3 separate regions of the Mus musculus genome follow, and regions 1 and 2 are each linked to region 3. A link is a contact called in public Hi-C and HiChIP or PLAC-seq data. All regions are on one chromosome and are shown on one strand. The core of a region is the stretch at or near the end of the contact, and the rest is flanking DNA. Distances in the headings are between cores, read along the strand shown. Region 1 holds the start of Serpine2 (serine (or cysteine) peptidase inhibitor, clade E, member 2). Region 2 has its middle 48 kb from the start of Gm24160. Region 3 overlaps Mogat1 (monoacylglycerol O-acyltransferase 1).

The links. A called contact is a pair of places that touch in the nucleus more often than the background predicts. HiChIP or PLAC-seq counts read pairs in DNA pulled down with a chosen protein or histone mark.
Region 1: a contact with region 3 is called in an H3K27ac HiChIP or PLAC-seq map of double positive thymocytes, with 5 times the contacts expected there. The contact joins the promoter of Serpine2 here to the enhancer-like site in region 3. A contact is called at or near these places in 4 of 39 promoter capture datasets (liver, neutrophils, pre-B cells and 1 more) and 4 of 115 datasets of contacts at active chromatin or transcription factors (astrocytes, double positive thymocytes and embryonic stem cells).
Region 2: a contact with region 3 is called in a Hi-C map of Th1 cells, with 4 times the contacts expected there. The contact joins two enhancer-like sites. A contact is called at or near these places in 2 of 484 Hi-C or Micro-C datasets (Th1 cells and adipose-derived mesenchymal stem cells) and 1 of 115 datasets of contacts at active chromatin or transcription factors (fibro-adipogenic progenitors).

Annotation. Positions count from the first base shown.
Region 1 is chr1:79,857,356-79,860,272 of GRCm38.p6, forward strand. It overlaps Serpine2 (serine (or cysteine) peptidase inhibitor, clade E, member 2), which reads right to left and starts at 1,310. Exons shown (of 9, transcript NM_009255.4): 1 at 1,156-1,310.
Region 2 is chr1:79,559,833-79,562,903 of GRCm38.p6, forward strand. No RefSeq gene overlaps it. Among named protein-coding and RNA genes, the nearest start is that of Gm24160, 48 kb to the left of the region's middle. Within about 2 kb of position 1,564, at least 36 of the 459 cell types and tissues checked have an H3K27ac peak or open chromatin away from gene starts, as enhancers often do. A contact at or near this core is called in Th1 cells, where this site is marked.
Region 3 is chr1:78,536,404-78,539,181 of GRCm38.p6, forward strand. It overlaps Mogat1 (monoacylglycerol O-acyltransferase 1), which reads left to right. Exons shown (of 7, transcript NM_026713.3): 7 at 1,541-1,770. The coding sequence ends at 1,695. Among named protein-coding and RNA genes, the nearest start is that of Mogat1, 27 kb to the left of the region's middle. Within about 2 kb of position 1,333, at least 301 of the 459 cell types and tissues checked have an H3K27ac peak or open chromatin away from gene starts, as enhancers often do. A contact at or near this core is called in Th1 cells, astrocytes, double positive thymocytes and 1 more, where this site is marked.

The sequences.
Region 1 (2,917 bases), core at 60-2,559, 1.3 Mb after region 3:
GACATCGGCTCATGACCTTCAGGAGTCACCCTTAGCTGAACAAAAATTTCAAACACTACTCTGAAAAAAACAGCTAAAACTCCATTGTTGACGGTTCCATTATCTGTGGCGAAGCTCTTGAGATTTTTTTTTTTTTTTTTTTTTTTTTTGCTTAAATGTTGCCAACAGGGTATAATTATTGTTTTAGAACCACAGAAAGTGTTCAAAGCACCTTCAATTTTTAAGTGTGCTTCAGATACACAAATCGGTAATGCTGACATTTCTCCCATTATCTGTATTCCCATTCAGATACAAAATCTCCAAAGTACAAGATGATCAGATCAATTGTTCTAGAACAGTTCAGAAAAGTAAACTGCCTCCTGGCTTGAAAGAGAAAAGTTAAACCTTCAAACACCTTTTTATGTTCATGCTAAATATAAGAACGTTCCCAGCAAAGTAGTCAAAGCAAGATCCAGCGGCGTTTGGAGATTTCTCTGGAGAGACACGCGGAGATTCTGTTTTGTTCATTAAAACACTAAAAATCCTCAACAGCACCTTCCCTAATACCTGAAGGTGGAGTGCTGTCTTATGTAATAGCAGCTTTCCCTCTCTGCTCATCGTGGGGGCAAATTAAATACCTAATTCCTCCGAGGATTTCTGAGTACTTTCACCTTACCTGGAGTCACTCACCGGCCTCGCAATTCCCTGGTCCACAGATGATGAAAATAAATAAGAAATCGCAAAGAGCTGCTACTGTATCCTAGGGACAAGCCTGTTGCAAAGGCCAGTGTGAACTGAAGTCCTTCCCCAAACCGCTGCCCACCTCCACACTGCACAGGCAAAGGTTACAAGTGAGAGCCGGTCGCCCGGGACAGGGACCCGCGCACGGGAAAAGTGTGGGGTCGGTGCTACCCGTGAGTGCCCAGTCGCCTCGGGTTCAGGGTCACGGTTTGCAGTCCTGCTGGACCCACCCCGAGCTCGGCGAGCGTTCCGTCAGCCTCCGGCACACCTGGACGCCCAAACCCTCGGGGACAGGGACGCGGGAGCCAGGAGCGCTCGCAGCGGGGCCCGAGGCGGTTCGAGAAAGTTCCCGCCCCAGCAACCGGTCGCGGTGCTGCCCCGGGGACAGTCCCCGGCTCCCCTCCGAGCAGCGGGAACCCCGCAGCTGCTACTCACCCGTCCTCGCTTGGATCCCCAGGTGGCGGCCGAAACCGGGAGGGAGATCGGCGCTGCGCGGCGGTGGGGGACAGGCGGCGGTGACGGTGACGCGTGCAGCCCGCACTCCCGTGCAACCACTGCACTAGCCGGCCGGGCCGCGCGGGGGCTTTATCGCCGCCGCCGCCCCCGCCCCTTCCTGCCTCCCCCGCCCCCCGGCCCGCCCCGCCCCGCCTTCCCGCCGCCGCCTTTGTGTGGCAGCCGGCCGCAACGTCTCTGCACCGCAGGGGACTTTAGGACGCCCCCCTGCCCGACCCGCGGTCGCCAGATGCCGCCCTCTCGCGGGGGTTGGGGGGTTCGGGTCCCCAGAAAGCTCCGGCCAGACGCGCCGGGCTCGAGGTGCGGCGCCAACCCCCGGTCGAGCTGCACGTGGATCGTCCGGATGAGCCTGTGGGGAGTGGAGAGGAGTGGGCGACACAGAAGCCAGTGGTGTGCCCCTGAGACGCAAGACGCGTCGTCTGGGGGTGTTGGGGGGGGGGTGACAGTGTGCAATCCTGCAGGTGATGGAAATAACGGAGCTAGGACGTGGAGGTCTAGAACAGGTCCTCCAGGTGCCCCAGAGTCAACTTATCCCTGCTTAGTGGATGAGCTGGCTGTGGGATTCCTAGGCACATGACAAGCAAGGACATGCAGAAAACTGACCCCTTGCTTGTGGTGATAGCATGAAGTACTCTCAGAGCTCCGAAGATCCAGGTGTTTTGAACCTACACCTTCAGCCCCTGAGACCTTATCAGACCCAAGGCCAGCAACAGATGGCTGTTATGTCCCATGGTCTGTTACCTGAGTGTCCCTTTCTGCATTCTTCAGTCCTCTGCTCAGGTTAGGTTTGTAGGGACTTTCATGGTAGTCTCTGTTGCCTTTGGTGCAACGCCCTCCCTATCAGGCCCCATGTTTGGCCCCAATGAAGAAAAAACAGCCGTAAATCTCTTTAGGGCTGTGAAATAAACTGCACCTAGTGCTAGAGCAACTCAGATCTCTGAGCAACCACACTGACACAGCTGTGTCCATGACAGACACTCCCCCACCCGTGTGTGTGAGTGTGTGTGTGTGTGTGTGTGTGTGACTTGAAAAACTGAGAGCAGCTTTCCAGATGAAGGCATTAGGGACTGAGGGTGTGGCTAGGTGGTAGGGTGCTTGCCTCAGATGCACAAGGCACTGGATTAGGGTGCAGTGCTACAGATAGGAGGGGAAGCAGATAAGAAACTACTAGAGCAGTGGTTCTCAACCTTCCTAATGGTGCAGCCCTTTAATAGGTATGGTTCCTCATGTTGTGGTGCGCCCCCCCCCCCCCATAGCACTATTATTTTCCTTCTTACTTCATAACTGTGACTTTGCTACTGTTATGAGTTGTCATATAAATATCAGTGTTTCCGGATGATCTCTGTGAAAAGGTCATTTGACCCCTCAAGGGGTCATGACTCACAGACTGAGAATCACTATACTAGAGAGCCAAGTTTGAAGTGTGAGTGAAGGCAGATGCACAGAGCTTGCTGGTTTCTCTGCATCTGCTTCTATCTCACCATCTTCATGCTGACACTGCTGATTGAGACAGTTGTAGGCACTCGACTGAGACCCCCATATACTTTGTCCAGTTCTTTCTCAGGGCTGACATTTTGCAAAGCGATTTCCTAATGTCACATGGACTGCGTGGTTTGTATCTCAAACACTATTTGCCGTTCCAAATGTTCAGGAAAGTCAACTGGTTTTGGGAGAAATGGACAAA
Region 2 (3,071 bases), core at 314-2,813, 1.0 Mb after region 3:
AAGCTTCAGTGGAAGCAATCCTTGGGACTGGGTTGGGGCAGGGTAGCAATCCACTTCCTTTATTGATAGGATATGCCCTGACCCCTATACTTTTATCTTCTTTACTTCTAGCATATTCTAAAATGGACTTGCTAAACATCACTGTTTGTTACAGTGCTGTCAAAAAGAAGCTACGTTGACAGACTATGCTTAAGACCAAGTGTGCAATTCCACCTTCCCCTGCTATATGCTTCTGATTGTTGTTAGCTGAGGATTTGAAATCCTCACTAAATAAAGCTGCCTGTGTTCCGTAAGAGACACTATGGGAGGTTTCCTTCAAACTGATCTTGTGTTGACCTCTAGGATAAGCCAAGGTGGACAGTGTCTTGAACTTAAGGCTCTATGTTTTCTCTGAGCTTAGTTCTTACAAGTCCAATTCACTCTGGCTAAGAATACATTGTTCGTTACAGGAAAGCACCATTAAAAATATACTCCAATTTAGAGTTGGCTTCTTTTTTTTTTATTTTTAAATATATCTGCATTGGCAATCAGCTGAGCATATGAGGAGGAGTGGTCAGAGTTCACCCTCAGATGCCTTTTGTTATTGGTCTCCACCTTAGTTTTTGAGCTACACTTGGTTTTTGAGCTTACATCTGGGCCACACTGTCTGGTCACTGAGCATCCAGGATGCATCTGTCTCTGTCCATCCTCTGTGGACAAGTGGGTTTATAGGTGCATACTACCTCACCAACTTTCATGTGGGTGCTAAGGTTCCAAACTCAGATAGGTCCTCAAGACTACACAGCAGGCTTTCTTTACTCAGTGAGCTTTCTCTTCTTCCCCCAGAACTGGCTTCTTTCAAAGTCCCCAGTTACATAAACTTATTTCCTGTTCTCTCAACCCAATTTCCTCCTAAGTTTTTTTTTTTTTCTCCAAATAGAAGACATGATTTTGAGATAGGGTAATTAAGTTTGCCCATAGACATCAAGATAATGCCTTTTATACATTCTGGTTACACAGTGAATCCGAGCTTTCTACTTCAACATCTGTTCTTTGTTTTCAGTTCAACTGCCGTGTTCCTTTAGGAATGGTTCTATCAGCCCTGCTCTGCAACTAATCTGGCGGGCACTGGGACATCAGGATACAAGAAAGGAGAAAAGTAGCACTGAAATCGCAAGCTGAATCTCCCAAGTGGGTGGGGTAACTGGCAGATAGCTAATGGAAAGGAAGCGTCGAAAGGGAACAAAATTGAAAGGAAACTTTGATAGTCACCTCAGATTTACTAGTTTCCCACAGAGAGGGCCTTCTGATTGGTTCCAAGAAAGTTAATATGTGTCATCCTGGAGACTGATGGAGAATATGCTTGGAAGAATGGAAACTAAAAGAGACTTGAACCCTGTGGGTAGTACTTAATGGCAGTCACAATGCTGCCCATCGAAGGCAATACATATCTGAAAAAACAATGGAAGTGACATTAAGTGCCTCCCTGCCTCCTTACAAAAGAAGGCCAAGCTCTTCAAGGAAGTTTATCTTGAAACCTTTTGCCTCGATCCGAATGAACAAGGAAGAATTATGAGTCAGAAACGGAAGGAAATGAGTCACAGGTTGGTGTGCTTGCCTGTTTGAACTCTGGCTTCACATCCAGCCAACCTGACTTAGAGTTTGTTTGAAACTGAGAAGCAAAGACAGTGAACATATGGCAACATTAAGATTGCTGTTTTCCCACATGCAATGCATTTCTGAATCCTATAGCTTTTGATTCAATCTAACAACGATCCTCACTCTCAGAACTCATGAAGTTCTAATGGGCTTCTGGATTTTTCTGATAAACATGTCTGTATTAAGCATGAAATTTACTAGACTGACAGGAACCATCTAACCCCAATGAGATAATTTATGATTTTCTCCCTAAGGAGCACATAAATCAATATGTTCAGAAGAAGCCAAATTAGCCATTTAAATTAGTAATCACAGTAACTATGCAACAGGCGACATCACAAAATGTGCTTCCTTAGGGTGTAGAAAATGTTTAATGATTTTAGTCAATAAAATATAAAATAGTCATTCAGAAAGAAGATAGTCTTAAATTCTCTTACATTCTGTTCTTCTATATTTATTTAAACAATAGAATTTGCGATGGATAAGCATCTGTTTCAAAGCAAAGGAAGACCTGGTTTATTTTCTGCTTCTGTAAAATAGAGCAGAAAGCCTGAGGTAGGGCAACTTATAAAGGGAATTTTTTTATTACAATGTTGGCAGCTTGGTAGGCCAAAACTGAGAGGCCATCTCTGGTAGACAGCTTGTTGGTAGGTATTCTTGGAATGGTCCTCAGAATAAAAGGAGGCCATACAGTGAGTACATATGAGAGATAAAGCCAAACTCCATCTTATCACAAAGCCACTCTTGAAATGATGAAATAACTTACCTGTCTATTAATCTGTGAATGGATGAACCCATTCATGAAGGCTCTGTCCTGGTGACCTAAACCTCTTATTAAGTCCCAATGAGGTTTTAATTTTAATGTGAGTTCTGATGGAGACATTCCTACCCTATCAACCATGGAGACAGTTAGGAAAACTCTCTTGGGGGTCTTACAAACTTACTTTATCATTCTATTCTTTTATCATCCTGTCTTTCATGGCTCTTTTCATCTGTTTTCAGGACAACAAAGTAAAAGGAGTATGCCAAATTTCTTAGTCCTCATTGCATTCTTTTAAAATTAGGCCTAATGGCAGATACCTGCAGTTCCAGTACTTCAGAGGCTGAAGCAGGAGCATCTCAAGTTTGACTCCAGCCTAGCTATATAGATAGATCTCATCACAAGAAAAAACTAATTGAATTAGTTGATTGATGATAAAACTAGTCACTATCAAGCTACTTTTATTAGCTGGTCAAACAGTCTCAGAAAATGTGTTTTGCTGCCTCTGTTCATTTCTTTCATTTGTTTCCATCCAAACTCGCTGATGTCTCTCTTGCTCCTCCCAGAGTAGCTTCCACATTTGTCCAGCTGAGTCCCAAAAACATAGCTGCATTGCCCAGTTATAAGCACAACACTGGTACTTAAAGCCAGCAGCAAAGAGTCAGGCTAATAA
Region 3 (2,778 bases), core at 83-2,582:
CAGCCTGCTCACTATGTAGCCAAGGTTGCCCGGGAACTCCCAGCCTTCCTGCCTTCACCTCCTGAGTGCTGAAACTACAGGTATGTGCCAGCACTGGCTTGTTTCCTCCAGTTCTCTCTAATGTGTGTCAAAGGACTGGTGTCTACTGTGCATAAATCAGACTTCGTAAAGATCGAAGGAAACTGCCCTCGAGTGTTTGGAGGCTCGGTCTAGTGAAACACTCAGCAATTAGGGAGTGTCAGTCCTTCCTTCTGTGCCTCTCAACTCCCATATTCATGGTCTTTATCACTTGCTGCCTCTTTATTCCTTCACGATTGCTTAGGTTTTTAAAAAATAACCACCTTCCATTACTGGCACAGGTTCGCTCTGTATGTAGCTTGAAGAAAGACAAAGGAACCCACCCCCACCCGACTCCCCTTTGCGTACTGCATCCCCCCACCCCCACCCCCCTACAGCGGCGCTCACAGTCCTCATGCCCAAGCGAATGACTTCAGAAGGAGTAGTTTGCTTCAAGGTTTGAAGTTAACCACCCGGCTCATCCTGGCCTTGGGCGCATAGCAACACCAGGCCAGCAGGGGGTGCAGTGTATACAGGCCGTCAAAGACTTGTATTTCTGAATTTCCAAATTCTGAGATTGTTATGTAAACGTCTTTTAAAATATGTACAGAAGCCGCCAGATTTATTTACAACCAATAGGTATTTTTGTAATTATACAGATGAAACAGATACTTTTGGGGGGGGGGAACATTCATACGATACAGGTAAAATAAATGTGCTGTTCCCCACCCCTGACCCAATCCCCAAAGGAAAATGTTGATCTTGCCAGGTTTTTCTTGTACACTGAAAATATTGGTGCACCTAGAAATTTATTTTTTTATAGATGGGATCACACTTCATTTTGCAACTTTTCTTAGACATTTTAGGCACTGTGTGTGCCACGTTATTTGTTATTTCTTTTTTTAAAAAAGATAGCTGCCTAAGATTCCGGTGAATAACTGGAATGTAGCTCAGCCTATGTAACTGTTTTCCTAATGAGCTGTGGTTGCTTTCAGTTTTGTGACTAGATGACTTTCTCGCACAGAGACTTCGCTGTAAGTAAGTGACATTTTCAATTGTTCTGAAAGATATTTTTTAAAAAGTCATAATAGAGGATGTCACGTGACCTGAACATTTCACAGTCAGTCACAATAAGAACCCTGTGGTCTTGCTTGTCAGCTGTGCCCAGGGGAGAATGAGAGTGACGTGGCTCGCAGCAACGCCTACTCTGCGCACAGCTGCAGTCGGCACAGCAGCGCATTTGACTCAGAAGTCAAACCACAGAATGACAGCTCAGTGTCTGCTGAGAAGGGAAACTCTTTATTTGTTGTCGAGTGGGATGGTGTGACTGAGGTAGGCAGCCAGTGAGCTGAGGAGAGGACTGGAGCCAGCGGGCTGGAGGGAAGCCGATTGGCAGCCCAGCGCTCAGCTGCCCACGGGAGACCCAGGCTGCGGGTGGAGTGGTGGCTGTCCTCAGGGATGACACGTGCTCTGTTTTCCACAGTTGGCCGCCCCATCCCTGTTCAGCAGACTCTGAACCCGACCTCAGAGCAGATTGAAGAGCTGCATCAGACATACCTAGAGGAGCTAAAGAAACTGTTCAATGAACACAAAGGGAAATATGGGATTCCGGAGCACGAAACTCTGGTATTTAAATAACCTCCTTCCTCCAAGGCATAAGAAAGGAAGGCAAGAAAGCATCGTTGAGAAAATAAATAAATAATTTCTCTGGTTTTTGTTTTGTTTTTGTTTTTTGTTTGTTTGTTTTGACTCTAGAATCAAGTTGCAGCTGAAAAGAATTAGTGGTGAAGACCACTGCTGTTATTTTATACTGTGATAAATAAAAATACAGGAAAATGGAGGTCTGGGGTTATGACCAAGTGGTACAATGCTTACCTACCATGGGTAAGGCTCCAAGGTTGGTTCATAACAGTGGAAAATAAAAATACACTAGATGATTATAGCACAGGATTGAAGATGACTAAGACTTAAAAATCTTCTGAATTTAGGGAGACTATATCATTCTTCAGGTTCCTAAAAGTCTTAGAATTACTCATGCGCTCAGAGCAAAAGCAAAATACCAACTTCAAAGCGCCTCTAGACACTAACTGAGCAATTCTGTGGCTTAGGGTGGTATCGTCACTGAGCAGGGCAGCTGTTGTTTGGCACAGCTGGATATTTAGAGACTGTGTAACTTGGCTTACAGAAAGCTGGAGAGACAGGGCTCTTACGTAAACAGAACATTTGTCACCGAATCATGTCAGTTGTATACTGGGTAACCTAGGTCTTTCAGGTCACATCAATGCATTTTTTTTCTTAAATCAGTGCAGAATTGTTTTGCCATTTTTGAAGCAGGATGAGTCTGCCACTTGGAATCCCATAGGAATGGCCAGAGTCGTTTCGCTTTACACTCAGAAATGGGTGTATTTGCAGTGGCAAGGCAAGTCTTTTTGGAAGATAGCATCGCCCTGTTTTAGGATGCATTGTAGGGTGCTGGAGATGTGGTATGCAACAGGAACACTTGTAATCTTCTCCCCCAAGAGCCTTTTCACTTAATACAGAGTCGGGGCTTCTCTGCTTGCTGGTCTCTCCCTGGTGCCTGGCACAGCTTGGGGCGATCCCAGGGCATAAAATATGTACTTGCCCAGTGGGTGGAACAAATAACATTGCTATAATGTGAAGCTTCTCCTAAAGCTATTCCATAGTAATAGGACCTGTTACAAGCCAGGACCCACAGGAAAT